Linked DNA regions of Mus musculus: region 1 is linked to region 2. Evidence: chromatin contacts called from public Hi-C data. All regions are on one chromosome and are shown on one strand. Each heading gives the region's core, a stretch centred on a gene start, on an enhancer-like site or on the middle of the called end of the contact. The rest is flanking DNA. Distances are from core to core; before and after follow the strand shown.

The links. A called contact is a pair of places that touch in the nucleus more often than the background predicts.
Region 1: a contact with region 2 is called in a Hi-C map of CD8 T cells, with 3 times the contacts expected there. The contact joins the enhancer-like site here to the promoter of 5031439G07Rik in region 2. A contact is called at or near these places in 4 of 39 promoter capture datasets (the 3T3-L1 cell line, embryonic stem cells, liver and 1 more), 6 of 484 Hi-C or Micro-C datasets (CD4 T cells, CD8 T cells, adipose-derived mesenchymal stem cells and 3 more), 3 of 115 datasets of contacts at active chromatin or transcription factors (embryonic forebrain, embryonic stem cells and forebrain) and 1 of 9 other capture datasets (pancreatic islet).

The regions. Positions count from the first base shown.
Region 1 is chr15:85,248,771-85,252,526 of GRCm38.p6, forward strand. All of the region lies in intron 14 of Fbln1 (fibulin 1), which reads left to right. Among named protein-coding and RNA genes, the nearest start is that of Fbln1, 45 kb to the left of the region's middle. Within about 2 kb of position 1,866, at least 60 of the 459 cell types and tissues checked have an H3K27ac peak or open chromatin away from gene starts, as enhancers often do. A contact at or near this core is called in CD8 T cells, where this site is marked.
Region 2 is chr15:84,986,279-84,990,225 of GRCm38.p6, forward strand. 5031439G07Rik (RIKEN cDNA 5031439G07 gene) reads right to left here and starts at 1,693. Exons shown (of 10, transcript NM_001033273.3): 1 at 1,331-1,693. The coding sequence starts at 1,394. It overlaps Gm39558 (a long non-coding RNA gene), which reads left to right and starts at 1,757. Exons shown (of 4, transcript XR_875533.1): 1 at 1,757-1,854; 2 at 2,877-3,178; 3 at 3,268-3,382.

The sequences.
Region 1 (3,756 bases), core at 616-3,115, 260 kb after region 2:
TCCTCTCTTCTCCTTTCCTCTTCCATTTTCTCCCCCCTCCCCTCTTCCCCTCTCCCTCTTTTCTCTCCCTCTTCCCCTCCCCTCTTCCCCTTCTACCCCTCCCCTCCCTTCCTTTTTTCTTCTCTCTCTCTCTCTCTCTCTCTCTCTCTCTCTCTCTCTCTCTCTCTCATTTTTCAAGACAGGGTTTCTCCGTGTAGCTCTGGCTGTCCTGGAATTCGCTCTGTAGACCAGGCTGGCCTAGAACTCACAGAGATCTTCCAGCCTCTGGGACTAAAAGCCTCCACCAGCTGATGCTGATCCCTAGGATGTTTCAATAAATTTTGGGGCAGAGAAGGAAACTCAAGGTCCAAGTCTGCCTGTACAGTGACCATTTACAAAGTGTGCTGGCACTGGAGATAGAGCCAAAGTGCCACAGTGAGTGGCGGAGTCACGGCCTTTTGGGAAGTGAGTGGTCTAAAAAGAGCCACCCCAGGCACCTCTTCCAGGGAGGTCTTGGATGCTCTGATGGATGACAGCGTCATCTCTGTCAGGCTCTGGATGTGACAGTCATGGGAGCTGGATCAGGGCATCATGCGTGTCTCACATTCCTTCCCTTCACATTTGCTGTGCTTTTGTGGCAACTCAAGACCTAGTCTTTGGTCGGTAGAGGGCCTCACAGACAAGTGGGAAAGGTGAATTCCATGAGGGAGACTCTAGCACCACCTACTGACCAGATCCATTTAGATTGCTCCCGAAGCAGTATGTATGTGTGTGAGTGTGTGTAATGTGTGTGTCATTGTGTGTCTCTGTGCATGAATGGGTATGGTGTGTGTGTGTGTGTGTGTGGTGTGTGTCTTGTCTCTGTGTGTGAGTGTGTGTGGTGTATGTATTTCCGTGTGTTTGAGTGGGTGCGGTGTATGTATCTTTGTGTCTGAGTGTGTGTGTGTGTCTTTGTGTGTGTGTGTGTGTGTGTGTGTGTGTGTGTGTGTGCTCTAAAGGGAAATAGGCCAACTTTGAAACCCAAACTTACTGCTTGCTGCCCTTGACATCCCAGAGGAACATAGCACATGAACCCCAGCTGCCTGCCTGGCTCTTATGGCCCTCCCTTCTCCCAGTCATCAAAGGCCCTTCCTTGATAGAAAGATCTCTCTGGCATGTAGAGTGCCCCCATTTTACCCAGTCCTCTGGCATCTCCAGGGACGGCTGCCTTTCAGCAGTGCCCATGATGTCCACCTTATTCCCTACTGCCAGCTCTGGACTCTCAGTGACAGGCTCTGTCTTCAGTGGGCATGGTTCTCTCCTGTCACTGGTGTTGTGGATCTTACTTGAAGGACTTCTCTTTTCTTAGAGCCAGAATGTTAACTAGTCAAGTATGTGAGAGGCTTCCTAGCAGCCCTGATAAGCATCCAATAAGACACAAACAGAAACGCTGTGCACAAGAAGTGTCAAATGTGTAGCAAATTCAGGACAAGACATGGAGACTTAAAAAGCCAGAGGAGGGATGTAATGCAAGACCCTGAGAGATTCCGTGACTGGAGAATCCAAACTTGGTCAAAATGGCAGACCTACTTGAGGAGGACTTGGTCAAGTCCAATGGGGCTGGCCATCTTGGCTCTGCTTCTTAAGTTCCTGTCATTCTGCCTTTATCATGTGTTGGGCCTGGTTCAGGACTAGAACTCGAGTCCTGTCATTTTCCTGTCAACACTCTGTCATAAGAATGTACTGTTGTCATCCTGTTGCAGGAAGTTAGAGGCTATAATTAGATGCTACTAAGAGAACTTATTCTCACCTTAGCACAGGAAATCAGTTCCTGTGACAGGAAGTTAGTACACGTCTCCATTCTGTAACAAGAAGTGAGAGCCTGTTACCATCTCTAACACACAAGAAATTAGGACCTGTCTTCATTGATACCACATACAGGAAGTTAGAGTCTGTCACAGGAAGTAAGAACCTGTCTTCATCTCCACCACACAGGAAGTTCGGTGTTGTCTTCATCCTGTCACAGGAAGTTCAGTCTTGTCACAGGATATTAGAACCTGGCATTATCCCCATTTTGAGCCCCACTCTGTCTCTATGGACAGAAGCAGAGAATCGGACCAAGTGTCTAAAGCTGAATCACAGGGCTGGGGAACGGATCTCATCCCTGAGCTTAGACTTGGCATCTTCCTTCACAATGTGGCTCTCTCTGAACCTTTTTCCTCATCTGACAAGGGGCACTCAAGCCGCCATCTTGAACACTGGTTGTGATGACGCCAATGAATGTATGGGGGATTAGCCCCACATGCAAGTACGTGGTAACAGCCGTGATGATTTCTGGGTAATCCCTGAGATCCACCCAGGAGTTCTTCATGGCCTTGGCCACTATCTGGGTGAGGCCCTTGCTGAGTGTGCCCAGGGTAGCTAGCTCTCTGCCTTGAGAAGGGGACACATCTCCCCCTGGCTTGACCCTGGTCACCAGTACCCCTAGAGGGTGTTGCTGTACCTGAGTCTGCGGCCTGGAGGTCTACAACGCCTCCCCCAGGTGAGTGAGGGTTTTCTTTGTGCTGGCTGCATCAGTCAGAGGGGTGGCAGGAGGCCCCACCCAGTGAACAGGAGGCCCCGCCTAGTGAGCCGTGCTTGCCCACACTCTGTTGTTTCTCTGCTTGCCGAGGTGGCGCTAACCCTCTTCCTGTCTCTCTGTCCACTTGTCTTTCAGCCGCTGTGAGCGCTTGCCTTGCCATGAGAACCAGGAGTGCCCCAGGCTGCCTCTGAGAATAACCTACTACCACCTCTCTTTTCCCACCAACATCCAAGTGCCAGCGGTGGTTTTCCGCATGGGCCCTTCCAGTGCTGTCCCTGGGGACAGCATGCAGCTGGCCATCACCGCTGGCAATGAGGAGGGCTTTTTCACCACTCGAAAGGTGAGCCACCACAGTGGGGTGGTGGCCCTCACCAAACCCATCCCTGAGCCCAGGGACTTGCTCCTGACCGTCAAGATGGATCTTTATCGCCACGGCACAGTCAGCTCCTTTGTGGCCAAGCTTTTCATCTTTGTGTCTGCAGAGCTCTGAGTGCTTGCTTGAGCCCTGGGCACTCCCTCTTGTTGCTTTCCCACCCTTGGGGTTCTAATAAACTCTCAGCAGCCATCCCAAGAGCATGCCTCTTGTACCTTGGTTTTATTTGGCGTGGACAGGGGCCTCTCTGCTTTCTCTCTACCCGGGGTTAAGCTGAGCCCCTACCAGAATTGGTTTCCCTACCGTGTGACTGGGGAATAACTTTTGTATGGTCTAGGTACCTGAGAATCACAGCAACAGAGTTCATCATTGCATTATCAGACAGCCAAAGCAAGAGGAGAATGAGGCTAGGCTGGGTCTATACCTGTGAACGATCTCTTCCTGTTGTATAAACTCTAAAGAGTAGTTGTGACGGCTGAGAAGGAGCCTCCTTCTCAGAGATGCCCTAGTTCTGCCTCCTTCATTTTTCCAATATAGAAACACTCCCCAACACCCCCAAGAAAGGGAAGGACTTGGCTCTAATGGCTCAGCTTGTTGTAGCCAAGCTAATCTGGGGTAATAGGCCTTCTAGCCCCTGGGGATCACATGTAGGATCATCAGAGCTGTTCTGGGCAAACACTGAACGCTGTTGATCTTTGATAAAGTGCTTGACTAAAGAAACTCATTTGCCTCTACTGGTCCACCCCACCCCCCAATACTTTGCCAAGAAGAAGCACTGTTGTGGTGCTTGCTGGAACCATAACCTGTCTAACATATGTCGTATATACTTCCGGTGTGTATTGTC
Region 2 (3,947 bases), core at 443-2,942:
CTGGAGCTGCAGAGGTCACAGGGCTGAGGGGCTTACAACAGACGGTTGCCCAGACCCTCCCCAATTCAGACATTCTGTGCCAGGTTGACAGCTGGCCCTAACAGGTGGGCACCCAGTAGGTGCTCAAATACATGTTTACTGAGTCCATTAATAAGGACACTCTAAATCAGCTACAAACCATTCTCTGGACACCTTTTTGGAGAAAAAAACCCACTAAAATCTGTGTCCTTATCTATACCCCCAGGTGGCTGTACCTGCCTGACAAGAGAACTTTGCTGAGGTGAGCTGGGCTAGACCCTGCTGCCTAAGAAGGCCAGGTGCTAAAAAAGTCTCCTTCAAAAAAAAAAAAAAAAAAAGAATTGAAATTCACTTCTGCTTTTCACAGAGCCTCCCGGGCGTGGCCTACCAAGGGACCCTGAGTTCCAGGTGTTACCCTCTCCCTCTGCTACTGTGGTCCTACCAGGGTACCAGGGTACACTTCCACTTTGGAGCACTGACAGGATCTAGAAGGCTGTTACTTCCCTCAAAGAGAACTCAAGCCCTGACAGGGAGGTGGGGGTGAGGGGACACAACATAGAATGAAGTCATTCCTTACATGAAGAAGGGAGGGGTCTTTTTTTTTTTTTTTAGAGAAAATGACAAGCCCAAGATTATAGGGGAGGGGGTTTCTGCCACATGGTTCTGGGCAAATGTATCAGTTATGCATTACCTCACATCCAAGACGACCCCACCCACACCTCCCAGGCCCTTTCAAACAATGAGACACCCCCACCCCACCCAGCAGCTGAATGACTCCTTAGACCAGAATCACACCCGGAGAGGCTGTAGCAAATCCCTGATTCCAGTGCTAAGTAGGTGGGTCAAGGGGCAGAGGCCCAACAGGTCCCTTGTAGAGCTAATGGACAAGAGGACCTTTAGGTGCAGAAAGACAAAGGCTACAGCAATCAAGAGCCGCGGTCTTCCATGTGGGCTGGGGAATGTGGTCAGGGCACACTGCCTTGAACTCTGAACTCAAGGGCCTCCCAAAATCTCACGCCCACACTCCCTGCAGCAGCAGTGGGGCCCCCAGATCTTCCAGGAGAAGGAAGAAGAGTTAAGGAACCACGAAGAGGAAGAAGGAGCTGGGACAGATATCCTGGCGGTCAGAGGAAGATAGGGACGCGGAGACACAAGGATCGGGGTTCTGTGGTACCAAAAAGACACTGAGACTTGGGGTCCCGAAAGACAGAGCCCAGGGCGGTGGGGATGCACGGAGGGCAAGGAGCACAGGGGGACTAGCGGAGGTGGACTCGCGCGGACACTCACGCGCGCGCCCGTCCCCGTCACTCACCCAGGCCGCAGACCTCACGGCGCAGGCTAAGGCGTCCGCGCTCCTCGGCTATGGCGCGCAGCATGTGCTGCAACGAGCGCTCCTCCGCTTCGCTGCTGTCCACGGACTCCCGGGAGGCGGCCGGCCCAGCCCGGAGCCCCGCGGGCGCGGACGCCGAGGCACAGGCCCTGCCCGGCGGCCGCGCGGAGGCCATGCCGGGCCCCGGCTCATCGCCCGCGCCGCGCCCGCGGGGGCCACCGACACGCCCCGCCGCCCGTGCCCCGCTGCCGCCCGCCGCGAGCACCAGTGAAGCCACAATCCGCTTTTGTGTGCGTCGCCGCCGCCGCCGTCGCCACCGCCGACCTCGGAGCACAGCGGAGCACTGCGATCCTCAGCTCCGCCACCGCCCGCCCGCGCGCGCTCGACACCGCCCAGGCCCCACCCCCGACGCGGGCCCGCCCCCAAACCCGCCCTTTCCCCGCCCCCGACACGCAAAGGCCCTGCCTCATACTCCTAAAACTCCGCCCAGATCTCTGGGCAAGGCGGTGAGTCGTCCCTGGTCCTGGCCCCGCCTACTTCCTTGCGACCAGCTGCTGCCAACTTCAAAAGCCCATCGCGTCCTCGCTCCAACCTGTCGCGTGACGTTCTCGTCATCTCATTCCCACACCTTCCTTGGCCTGCTGACCTTCCCTGCTGCCCGTGTTCCCCAACCCTGAGTCCACTTTCTCCCGCCCCCCGCCCCCCCTCCAGTAGAGTCACGCCTCTGAGCCGCCCCCTCTGCGCCTCACTGATTTTGCGCTTTGTCACCGCCCTGTGCATTCCCTGAAGCCTCCAGCACACCAGCTCTGCTTATTTCTGTCTGAACCTTCCAAGTAGGTTCTGCTAAAAACTTGCTTCACAAAACTCAACAAGAAGTTACCACCTCCTTTCGGAGGTCTCCTGGGACGCCTCAGTTTCCTCTGCTGAACACTTAGGAAAAGGGGTCAGAGAGTTGCTTCCTGTCTTAGCTCCTGTGCTGACTAGAGGCCAGAGGTGGATCAGATCAGCTTGCATGTGATCCTAATTAAAGGCCAAGGTCCAGCTGGGCATCCATCCCTGTGCTAAAAGAGGAAGATGCAGGGAGCAGCCGCCAGAAGCCACGTTCTGAACTCACTCGGTGGTCCTTTCCCAGGACCAGGGTAGGTGACCATGCACTGCTGGTCTCAGCCAGTTACATTTCCAGTGTCAAATTCTCACAATCATGCTAAGCATAAAGTTCTGTCTGCCCCGACTCTTCTTCACCCTGTCTGGGATACCCTTCTCCTAGTCTCCTGTCTCCTTTGGATCCCAGTGTCCTCCAATACATTTCCTCAAAAACAAACAAACTATATCTTGCCTGCCTCCTGTTCTATTATTCCTAGGCACAGCATCCTTACCACTCCCCTGACATCACACTGCATAGCTGTAGGAGGCGTCTCAGAAAACCAGCCCCTTTCCCTTGGGCTTCCCAGTCCTCAGAATGGTTTAAGCCTCCCGTCTGTGACATTGCACCATGGCAGCTCTAACTAAGACACTGTGTATTCCTCAGGCCTGGCTTCTGACAACTGTATTCCCAGCGCCCAATAAATGCAGGCTGTGTGATGGAGACTGGAGAGAGGCCTGCTGAGGAAGATTGTCTCTAAGGAAGGTGGGGTGGGACCACAAGGTGTGGAAACCACTCCAGAGCAGGAAATTGGCAGCTTTGGCATACTGTTCAAGCCTTACCTGGGATTTGTACCGCTCCCCTGAGATGCTCAGGGTAGGGCTTGAGTGACTAATTCCATGGTCCCAGAGCAGTGGTTCTCAACCTTCCTGATGCTGGGACCCTTCAATACATTTCCTTGTTTTATGGTGAGCCCCAACCATAACTTACTTTTGTAGCCACTTCATATCTAATTTTACTAGTTATAAATCATAATATAAATATCTGTGTTTTCCAGTGGTCTAGGGTGACCCCCATGAAAGGATCATTGAACCCCACAATGGGAGCTGAAATGACACACAGGTTGAAAACCATAGTCCTAGAGTCAGGCACAGGAGGGACTCTGTAAAAAGGTACGTATCTCGGAAATTACTGGCCTTTGTCTCCTCTCCCCTGGGCCTGTGGCCCCATCTATTAATGAGGACCCGGTGTGAAAATTGAGGTGACAAGCTGTGAGTCTGGAGAACTGAAGTTTGGCTGTGAGAACGAGGGAAGGGACCAGCCCTCAGACAGCATATGTGAGGTCTTAGACTGGCAGTGGTACTCTTCTCTGTTTCCAGGGAAACCGCATCACTGCCTACACATCCACAGTGCCGGGCTGTTGTTTGAAACCCTTGCTGCTCCAACACCATAATCACCTTTGGGGCTCCCCTCCCCTGGGGAGCCTTCTGAGGAGCTTGGCCAAAGCATTATGTCCTTAGCCACTTCACAATCCCTCTCCCTCGACCCCCACGCAGTCACTTCCAAAGGACCAGCATCAAATCAATTCACTCCATCGTCCCTGGCACCTATTCCAGGACAGATGCCAAAATGTATTTGTTGAATAAATGCAGGAGCGTTGCCTGGGTTTTCTCCATTCTCATTAGTTATACTCAGTGTTCACATGGGGACTCTCCTGAGCAACAGGTATGGCATATT